Linked DNA regions of Gossypium hirsutum: region 2 is linked to region 1. A link is a contact called in public Hi-C data. All regions are on one chromosome and are shown on one strand. Each heading gives the region's core, a stretch centred on a gene start, on an enhancer-like site or on the middle of the called end of the contact. The rest is flanking DNA. Distances are from core to core; before and after follow the strand shown.

The links. A called contact is a pair of places that touch in the nucleus more often than the background predicts.
Region 2: a contact with region 1 is called in a Hi-C map of leaf, with 2.1 times the contacts expected there. The contact joins the promoter of LOC107912974 here to the enhancer-like site in region 1. A contact is called at or near these places in 5 of 34 Hi-C or Micro-C datasets (anther, callus and leaf).

What each region holds. Positions count from the first base shown.
Region 1 is chrA07:19,288,556-19,293,990 of Gossypium_hirsutum_v2.1, reverse strand. It overlaps LOC107912978, which reads right to left. Exons shown (of 10, transcript XR_005930464.1): 4 at 4,879-5,435; 5 at 4,507-4,801; 6 at 3,801-3,966; 7 at 3,379-3,487; 8 at 3,117-3,300; 9 at 2,173-2,225; 10 at 1,854-2,078. Among protein-coding and RNA genes, the nearest start is that of LOC107912978, 7.1 kb to the right of the region's middle. Within about 2 kb of position 2,105, at least 4 of the 9 cell types and tissues checked have an H3K27ac peak or open chromatin away from gene starts, as enhancers often do. A contact at or near this core is called in leaf, where this site is marked.
Region 2 is chrA07:19,340,470-19,346,299 of Gossypium_hirsutum_v2.1, reverse strand. It overlaps LOC107912974 (protein RGF1 INDUCIBLE TRANSCRIPTION FACTOR 1), which reads left to right and starts at 4,283. Exons shown (of 4, transcript XM_016841370.2): 1 at 4,283-4,614; 2 at 4,723-4,902; 3 at 4,985-5,218; 4 at 5,720-5,830. The coding sequence starts at 4,609. LOC107912973 (a long non-coding RNA gene) reads right to left here and starts at 3,011. Exons shown (of 2, transcript XR_001688376.2): 1 at 2,634-3,011; 2 at 2,043-2,392.

The DNA of each region.
Region 1 (5,435 bases), core at 856-3,355:
AACTTAGTGGAACAGTTAAGTATAGAGGTTTTTTTAAGGTTGTAGTTGCTAGTTTTTATTTTCATTGGATTGTTTTATTAGTGTTAATTTTGTTGGTCATTTTTTGTTAGCATTACAAGGTGACTTTAATAGGTGATTCTTGGAGTGTCTATTTGGCTGGTTGAGGTGAACGGATGGCAACTTGTTATTAGGTTAAAAGGTTGCCACACATTTTTCAACATTTTACTACACTTTTCCCAAAAATCCAATGCAGCATGATCAATTTCAGCCTTAGATTTCTTTTGGATCTAATGAGATCCCACTATAATGGATCTTTCTCTATATTGAAATTTTAAGCCAGTCAATTGAAGGGCGTTTATAATAGTGTAAAACTTAAGTGGTTTTATAGTCGTCCATGACTTTTTATACTATTAACATTTTTAATAATTTAACTATTTATTTTGTGTTAAAAAAACTTTCAAATGTTAAGATAGATAATATTTTAAATCGATATGATAAAGGTATCGGATCAATTAAAAAATTTACATGCATAACAAGTATAAATATTTTGATAAATTCAACCGCTGGATTGTCAAAATATTGATAGTATAAAAAAAGTTATGAAATGATGTAAAACTACTTTTAAGTTTTACACCGGTGTAATGGATCCCTCCCCTATATATATATATGATTAAAAAAATACTTTGGGTCATTGTACTCTTGTTCTATTTAGAATTTATTCATACTATTTTTATTTTAAAGAATTTAGATTTTTAATTTTAAAATGTAAATCTAATTATTAACACTATTAGAATACTTTTATCAAATTTAGATTAATTATAACATCACGCCAACTATTTAATGAGTGTTATTTTTATTTCGAAATGCCATGCTATTAAATTTAACAAAAGAATCTTCATTCAATCTCCTATAAAAGTAACACTCTTTTTTATTTATTTATCTTGTGCTATTTTTCTGTTTCCTTCCTTAAAACCATAAGCGATTTCTCTCCAACAAAATTATGGTCTTTCCATGGTTTAAATCTATACTAAAACATTCCTTTTGACCTCTATACTAAATCAATTGACTATCACCTTTTGGATTTTCTTTCTGTAAAATTTTCTTAAATCACATGATTGTCCTTCTCCATCTTCCTTTAGCAATATAATCTCATTCTTATTCTTCCATGAACAGTCAAAGTTGAACTTACTTTTATTTACTGTTTTTCCATGAAATATTCAATTTATCCCCAGAATTACAACTCCTTTTTGGATTCATTGCAGATAAAATAAGCTCAGAATATGCCCAAAGTAAAGACGAGAAGTGAAAATAAATAAATGAAAGCGTTAATGGAATGCCAAAAAAATGTTATACTACATAAAGCTTTGGGCCTACTCATCAATCATCTCCACCTTCTTAATGATGAACGTATTTAATCTTCTTTATATACCTATATTATTGCCTTGTAGCATAATTCAGATTTAATTTGGGGTTGTAATTGTGGTATTGTTGAAGGTGGAGGCAATGATGCTTTATGAAGTTAATTAAAGCCAGCCATGTTTTAATTTTACCACTTGATCTGAGGGTCCAAAACAAAAATGCAGGTGGATGTTTTTCATTAAGTTAATATGATTTCACATGATATTTTATTCATATAATTATTAAATTTATCAATATAATTATATTTGTCATGTATGTAAAATTTAAATTGATATGAAATATTTATCATATTGATCTAAAATAATGTCAACATTAATAAATATTTAATGGTTGAAAGTTTTTAACATAAAATAAATAGTTAAAAAAATTACTATAAACTTGACATGCATGATCTAAATAAATGGAATATAAAATATGAAATATCAATATATATATAAACTTAAATTCAAAGCACTTTTTTTAAATTGATAGGTTTTAGAATCGAACCAGTTGAGCCAATTGAACTAATTGAATCAAGAATCGATCAATATATTCATTGAGTGTAATGTAAAAAAGAAACCAGATGGATCATGAAGCACTAAAAATCGCGATTAGACCATGAACCGCTGTCCGGATGGATCGATGTCGAACCATTCTTGTATATTTTGGGCTAAAACAACCTGGGCCAAAATGAAAAAAAAGCTTTTATGTTGGCCTAATTTTTTAAAGGTTTAGAAAGCCCAAATAAATAAATAAAAATTCAAGAGTACTCACTGTCGGGTTCCTTAAAAAATAACAAAGGCCCTTGCATTCTAAGTTCTCATTTCCTGCAAATCAGTACATAATAAATTTTTGAGTTTTATACAATTATTTTCTCCTTTGCAGTCGAGGGTCTCGATTTCTTCTCTATAGCTCTTCCGAATCTCTTCATGATTTTTTGTTGCTTAGAGTACCAATTTGTTTACTAGAATGAAAGGGAAATGAATATTGAGAAGGAAAATTGATATTGCTTAGAGTTCCCACTTCTAAGTATCTTAAGGAATCCGAATCAAAAGGTGGGCTTTCAAGTTATAACATCATTTATTATTTATTCTATTTTATTTTAGAAAAAAAATATTTAAAAACCAATTAAACTAGTCAAACTAACCGAATTGATCAGATCGTGAGCTGATAGATTTGACCAATTCGACTTCCAAAAATCTTGATTAGGTTGGATTATTTATTTAGGTATTTAATTATTTGAGTTTATATTTTATATTTTGGGTGAATATATTTTGAGTCAAGTTTCATAGAGTACTTGAATATTGGATTGGAGATTGAATATTTATTATTTAAAAAACAAATTGATTTATTTGACTTTCATATTCAAACCAAATAAATTGAGGAAACTGATTCAACTAATTGAATAAACCAACTTATCGGGTTTACTTGGTTTGTTCACCCGTGTCTAATTTTAATGAAATTTAAAAAGGAAGAAGACATGGCAAAGGGTCTTTCTGGAGCGCAGAATCGGTTATCTAATTCTTATAACCAGAAATATTCATCACCTTGTGAAATTGTATAGATTAGCAATCTTACACTCCAGTTTTTATTTTGATTTGTAGTATAATGAATCAAAGATAGCATGTTTTGTTCTCAATCATACACATAGTTTATGTACTGTACATCGTCAAATCACTGGGGGGAAATTCAAGAATAGGGTAAAAAAAAGAAGATACCTGGAGATGGCGAGGATGAAAGATTCTATAATTGTTGATCCAGATTCTTTTCTTCTTTCACTTTTATTAATGGATTGAGTAAGCATGGATGACCTCAACTACTGGTGCATGACACATCGGACACTTCCCTCCACCATGAGCCAACTCAGTGGCGCAGTTTGAGCATGTGCACATGTGTCCACATCTATAATAATAATATGATAACAGAAATGTTGAGGCCTCAAAAATCAATACGAAAATTTATGTATGAGATTAGATTTACCTGTATAGTAATGAATCGATATTGCTTTCGCAGCATATACAGCAAATTCCTTTCCGAACATTATCCCAGTTAGATGATGCATCCTTAGGCAAGTCATCATCAATCATACCTACAGAGGAATACCACAATGATCAACAAAGATGAGAAAAAGCCTCAATTATAGAGCAAAGAGCGTACGGTTAGAACATCAACAATAACTAATTTGTGGGTGTTGGAAATTTTTTCCATCTTGATGGCTTAAACAGTGAACGGGACAAATCAGGACACATAGCTTGCTGAGGATATGACAATAAACAATAATCAGGAGAGAAAGAGCCTCGAGTCAGGAGCAAGGGAAATTCACTTTCCCTGAATAAACCTGAAGGAATTTTGACACAAATGTGCAGATGTGCTAGTATTTAGGGATGAAGAAATAAAAGAACCTTGTGAACCAGCTGACCGGTTCAGGGCAGCAGAAACCTCTTGTCTTATTGACCTCTGTAACTCAAGTTGCATATCCATGCAGGCCTCCAGCATCCTCTGCATGTTATTCATTCTTTGCTGCAGTCTTGTCATGTCGACCCTCAAATCGTTAATTATCTCCCACTCCTGCACAAAATTAGCAGCACAAACTCAATCACGAGACCAAAGGGTTTGTTGTTGAACTGATTTAAGCTCAAATAATTCCCCCCCCCTCCCCCCAAAAAAAATTAAAAAAAAAAACCAATGGAAGTCAAGTAAATACTGGCATTCAGTGAATTGCAAATGAAGCACAAACTGAAACTGTTCTGCGACCCAAAGATAGCAATAAGTATTTTGCAGTTTGGTTAAATCCAAAAGAAGAAGCATATTGCAGTTTGACTGTCCAAAAGCATGTATTGTTTGGGTGGGTCTAGCCGATTTTAACAATTACACTTGTTGAAGCTTAACACTAATTTCCACAAAGGCATAATTGTCATGAGATCACTGAGTCAGCAATATCGAACAGCAGTTTTAAATTAAATAACAAAAAATAAAATATTTTTTTTAGTAAACCATTGATTCCAAGTATCTATTAAAAAGAAAAAATTTCACAGATAGTTGATTAATCAACTTCTCAAAAGATAATCAGGGATAGAATCAAGTTGCAAGCAAGAAGAAAGCACGTACGATGGCAAAGCGCTGATGCCCATCATGTGGTTGCCAATTATAGATGTGAGAATCCTGGTCCCAGAGTGGCTGCGTAGATGGCATCCTGGGTGAAGGAGGAGCAATTGGAGAACTCTGACCCTCATTCTGATCCCTGCTTTGCTGTTCTATATCTTGTTCAAGGGATTCAGGAGTAGGAGCTGCTTCATTCAGATCCCAGTCAATAGATGCATGATTTTGCCTTTCCACGTATGATTGTATCAATTGGTCAAGGCTCTCACGAAAACCACTACGAAGAAGGGTAGACACACTTCTCCTACAACATTAAAAATAACTCAGAAAATACTAACTAAAAAAATGAAATACATAAACCCAAAGTTATATAATTCAGACCTGCTTAAGAGTTCCCTCAGTTCAGTATTGTGTAAGTTGTCATCATCAGGAAGATAAAATGTGTCTGTTCTTCCAATGGTGGCAGCTTGTAGATTGTAAGACCCTTCAAACCAATTTTGTCTAGTGTCGTGCAAGCCACCATCCTCACGTTGTGCATCAGGAGCTTCTTGCATATCATCATAACCTCCATTTTCACTCTCACCGTCCTCATGATTCATGTCAGAGGCTTCTTCATTACGACCATCCATCAACTCGTTATGGTCCACACTAGCTTCCTGCCAGTCTGCATCCTCAGTTTCCTGATCCTCTTCCTGCCATTGTTCAGCTTGAGAAGCAGGTTCTTGGCCATCAATATGATCAACAGGAACCCTTTCTACATTTTGTACAATATTCGTTAACCAAGAGGTCCTACTTCTCTCACCATCTTGGAAAGAACGTTCATAAGATACTTCACCAGATTCTTGTAGACTACTTTGTCCTCCAGCTTCATTCTGCAAAGTTTCAAGGGACGACTCATCAGCAAGACTTTCTTCCCTGGGCCCATCAAAGACTTGTCC
Region 2 (5,830 bases), core at 3,034-5,533, 50 kb before region 1:
TTGAATACTCACATCTTTTAACAATAGATATAATTATTCAAATAAGTTTAAGAGGCACAACTTTTATCATTTTATAGAAACCTTTATTTTACTAAATATTGAAATCAAACTCAAATACTTAATTAAGACAAAATAAAACTTAAATATCGAAATGAATATTAAAACCAAACTCCAATACTAAATTGGATATTAAAATTAAAAGCAAATATTATATAATAGATTAATTCTTTTATATATATATATAAAGCTACTACTTCATATAAAATATTCATATTATTTATTTCTTTTAAGGTGCAAATTGTAATTTGTTTTATATATAATATTCATAATATTCATATATAATATTCTATTTCTTTTTTTAAAATATAATTTAAGGATAAATGAAAAAAGTTTTGTCTCATTAAACTTATAAATAGCTAAGGAATTTATTTTGTTCAATTACGATGATCTAATTTTCTTATTTATGTATTACAGCTTATGCAAAATGTGAGTGAAAAAATTGTAATTTATAGAAAATTAATCTTAAAAAGGTAATTGAATCTTTGGTTGAAATGATTAAGTTCATATATTAAAATTTTATTACTTTGGGTCTAAATCCCTTCAAATGCAATTTTTAAAAATTTACATAATTTAAGGTATTATAATAATGTTTCTGATTTTACTAAAAAAAAGGGTTTGTGATAATTGCTCAACTGAATTGAGACTCGGTTAATAGATTACACTAACTCAATCAGTCTGTAACACCAAAAAAAAAATCGATATATTATAAAAGTAGTGTTAAATTAAATAGTATATAATTGATTTCCGGTAAAACGAGCAACCCCGTTGGCAATGAACATACACATGAATTCTAAGCTTGCTATGTCACGCTATGAAAATGATAACAAAGATGATAACTTGAGATTGAAAGTTTCAGAAATGGAGAAGTTATAACATATCAAATCGAGAAATTTATTGTTCAAAGTTGGATGCATACAGTGCAGACTATGTTATGAACTTGCTTAGGGTTTAAGCTCTCTTTTCTATAAAAAAAAAAAGAATGAGTTCGATGCATATTGTGGTTTTTTTTAGTACAACTGAGATTCACAAAGATCATTTTACTAATCTAAACTGTAACCATTTTAATAAACAAAAAAAAAACAGCAACTTGTCTGACCTTTTTTAACAATTGTTGAACTGATTATAATTCCATAACTTCAAAAAAAAAAACAAATTATAACTCCATTAAAATTAAGACTCAAAGTTAATAACTTGCAGAATCCAATCCACAATATTAGCAGGTTTTCTGCATGGACAAAACCCAATTTCTATATTTAGTTAACTTGTTGAAAAAATATTAGAGAGAGAGCAAATCTGCAGAAACCCCATTTTTTTGTCGATTTCTTAGCCAACAAAAATGTTTTCTTCTTGCATGGAAATTCAGACATCGAATCATCAAACATATATCCACTGCAAATTTTGTCATTGCAAGATAGCTTAAACACAAAAGAATCCTCAGATATGTCATTGCAAGATAGCTTAAACACAAAATTTACTCTCAAAAATACCAAGTGAACTTCTGGACTTGAACAAATAATTAACCATAAGACAAGCCCATTCAAAATAAAAAACACCATGATTATTTGAATCGAACCAATCAATCGGACCAATTAAATTAGAAACTAACCAAAGTACGAATCCAAAGAAAATCATCTGACCAATTAATTCGAAAATTGATATAAACCAATTAAATCAGGCAATTGAACTAGTTGAATTATAATTTTTTAATGAATTTTTAATGATTTATTTAGTTAAATTAAACAAATTGGTCAAATCAAACTAGCGAACCAAAAGCTTGACCACCGGTCCAGTTTTAGAAAACACTTTTGCTCTGAAAGTTCTGAAAACCCCAGAAAATGTCCCAATACAACATCTAAAACACAATCCATTGCTCATAATTAATGATAGAAAAACAGGATCAAGGCATGCAAGAAATGAAGACCAGTTTTATCTGTTAATATAGCTTAGTTGACATCAAAATGGGATGGTCTGCATATGCAATATGAGTCCAGATAAATATTCTGGACAAATATCAATCTTGATATATAGGATCTTACATTAAACAATGTCAAGAAACAAAATTAGTATGTGGTCTAATGCTCTCTTAGCAAACTTTAGAACCCCATATACAGGATCTGGAAACCTTAAAAATTATGAAAATTGCAAAGATTTTAGTGTTTTTTTTGCCATGTCATGAGTACCGTCCAAAACAGAGTGCAGTTGCGTGTGTTTGCATAGCATGGGCAGAAAGCAGAGAGTGCAATGGGACCTTTTTCCAATAACCAAAGATTCCTATCACTAAAATCACCACCAACAATTTGCCTCATTAAACACACTAACAAACTATCAATTCCTGTAGAAGAAACATCAACCATTTCTTTAACCCAAATTAATTGTTCCTTTGCCGAATCAACAAGCTTTCTATACAATTTATTAACAATTCCAACAAGTAATCTTAAAAACATCTTATACCTATCAATGACAATAGTATGTAAGTGCTTAATAGGGTTCGATTAAAACAATATTCTTGGGGATCTGGGATAGTTAACGAAAATGGGGGTCTTAATTTCGATTGAAGAAGGTCAAAGTCTTACCTTGTCAGCGAACTGCTTCACTCGATTCAGCATCGATTTAACATCTGGGTGTTGGATCGATAGCCCTTTCCTCTCACACCGAAGTCAGATTTTCTCGAGAAAACTAAGAGGAAATTGAAACTGTTGAGCTTGAGGATGAATTTGTGGAGGCTAAGAGGACTGTTGGAAGGAAATGGGAATCAGAGGTGAATAAAAAAAAGAAGAAAATGCTCAGATGAAAAAGAAATGAGAAGGGTAAAGATGAAAACTTTTAATGCTGAATTGGTATTCGGTGGGGGGAGGCAGGAATTGTAAACAGTGATTTTTCTTGAATAAGGCTGTAATGCATAGGGCTGTAATAGCCAATTCAGCCAACCAAACAATGTAATAAGGTTGGGCCCACTGAATAAGGCTGTAATGGTTTAGCATTACAGTCAACCAAACATGCTGTAAAATGATTTTAATGATTGGACAAAAATTCTTAAATTAAAGAAAAAATGAAAAGGACTTAATTTTTAACTTGTTAAGTACATAGTCTAAATTTCAAAATTTGTCAAAGTACATGGATTAACAGCATATTAACTTCTTTTATATTGTATTGAAATTATCAAATCTAACTTATCATAAAAAAAAGAAGAAGATAAATCTCAAAATTATACATGAAATTTGATTCAATGTGTAATTTGATACATGGACTTTAATTTAGCTCAATTATACGCATGAAACTTCGATTGTGGTTAAAATGTATATTTAAAACTTTAATTTTGATTCAATCATACACAATTGAAGAAATAAATAAATCAATTTATTTTTATATGGGATAAATATAATCATTTCCATATGCAATATATAAACATAAAATAATGGTATTTCAATAACTGTGTTAAAAATTTTTGAGAATTGAATCAAATCAAAATTTCATGTATAAAAATGCACAAAATCAAAGTTTATATATAAAATTACATATTAGACTGAAATTCATGTATAATTTTAAAATTTATCCCTAAAAATTATCAAATTTAATTATATACTGGATTTCAATTTTTTTAAAAATAAAATACATGGATTAATGTTTTATACTCTTACCGAATAAAATTTCATAATAATAAATGAGAAATCATCTAAATTTTTTTAAAATGTATTTCAAATAAAATTTAAAATAAATTCACTAGCCATTATTTTATTTTGAGTTAATTGCACCAGATATCTTTGTATTATATCCTTTATTCTAAATTTATCTTCAAACTTTAAAACATTCTAAATACATATTTAAATTATCGAAGTTATATCAATAATATCTTTCCATTACTAAAACCATAAATTTAAACATTAATTTGAAAAGAAAAGTTTAAAAAAAAATGTTGTAAAAATGGATATTCTAAAGATATTAATTTTGAAATTTTTCGAAGCTTTTACAAAAGATTTATCATACACTCTTTCTTTTTTCAATTTTACTTTATTTTTGTGAGGTAACATTTTACTTATTTTTTAGAACATTTGACATGTTATTGATGATTTTAATAATTAAAGGACTTGATTGATAAACCATCTATAGCTTGGAGGTAGGATTAACTGGGTTAGAAACCTTTATTTTATTTTAGAATTATCAAATTAACCCGTGACTATTTTATGTTTTTCTTATAAAGGGGCTTGACCCGCCCAAGTGCAATACACCAATTTTGTAGTCACTTACAAAGAGACGCAAGGAAGAACCAAAGTATTGCGTAAGCTCATAAAAAGAGACCTTTAATATTTTTTTTTATCCCCTTCACACATATCCAACGGTCAAAAACCCACTTTAACCTACCATCTTTTAATCCAAACCGTTACACTATTAAGCCTTCTACACATTTTTTATGTGCCTTTCTCGGTCCACCCTTTACCTTTTAATTAATCCTGGATTGTTTTATTGATGTTTCTTATGTTTCATTTTCACCTTCTTTCAAAACCCCTTTTCTCTCTTCTTCTTCTTCTTCGCATTTAATCGTCTTTGTTAATGATGGTAATGAGAACTTAACTTTGATTCTTATTTTACAAAAAAAAAAAAAAATTGCCCATTTCATTTCTTTTTGGATTCATTGATGGTTTACACTGCAAAATGAAATTACAGGGAGAAATGATGGTACCGCCATGGCTTGAATCACTGTTATCGACTGCATTCTTCACCATCTGCTCCAGACACCGAGACACACCGCGAAACGAATGTAATATGTATTGCCTTGATTGCATGGACGACGCCTTTTGCTTTTATTGCCGGTCCTCAAGGCACAAAGATCATCTTGTAATTCAGGTATTGCAACAGATAATATATAATCTTGGTCATTTCAGATGTATATAATCTTTGTGGTCTTGAGATGATGAGATGAATGCAGATCAGACGGTCATCATATCATGATGTTGTAAGAGTTGCGGAAATTCAAAAGGTATTGGATATAAGTGGAGTGCAAACATATGTGATCAACAGTGCTAGAGTTCTTTTCCTAAATGAGAGACCCCAACCAAAGATTAGTAGTAGCAGCAGCAGCAGCAAAGGGGTTTCTTATTTGTGTGAAATTTGTAGCAGGAGCCTTTTGGATCCCTTTCGTTTCTGTTCTTTGGGTTGCAAGGTTAGTTCAAGTTTGAATCTCAAACCTGTTGACTTTATTAACCCATGAACCAATTGGGGTTGAATCCGAATAATTTTTCTTTCATTTTTTTCCCCTTAAATCTTTCTCACATTTTTGCCATATGCATTTGGGATTATGGTAAACTTGCTAGATATCATATTTTAAGGCAACCGGAGTTATTTTTTCTCTCATTTTCCCCTCAAATGTTGGTCACGTTTTTGCCATGTGCATATGGGATTAGGATAAACCAATATCATTCCATTTTTATGATATCGATTCATGATTGATAGAGTCAAAACATCAAGTAAGAAATCCAACACCTAACTAATAAACACATCTATTTTCACCAATTTTCCTCCAGACTATAGTCATATAAGGGCATGGTTAAACCATCTAAAATAAATCCTTAAATTTGAATTTTGCCATTTTTGAAAAGAAAAAAAAAAGAAGAAATCGGTTATAGGTAAAAGGTGAATAGATTATGGGTTTAAAATAATACAGCTTGTAGGAATAAGGAAAAAGGGGGACACGAGCTTTGTGGTTGGAAGCAACACGAAGAATGAGGAAGAAGCAATGAAACAAAGAAGAGAAGGAATTACGGCCACAAGATTG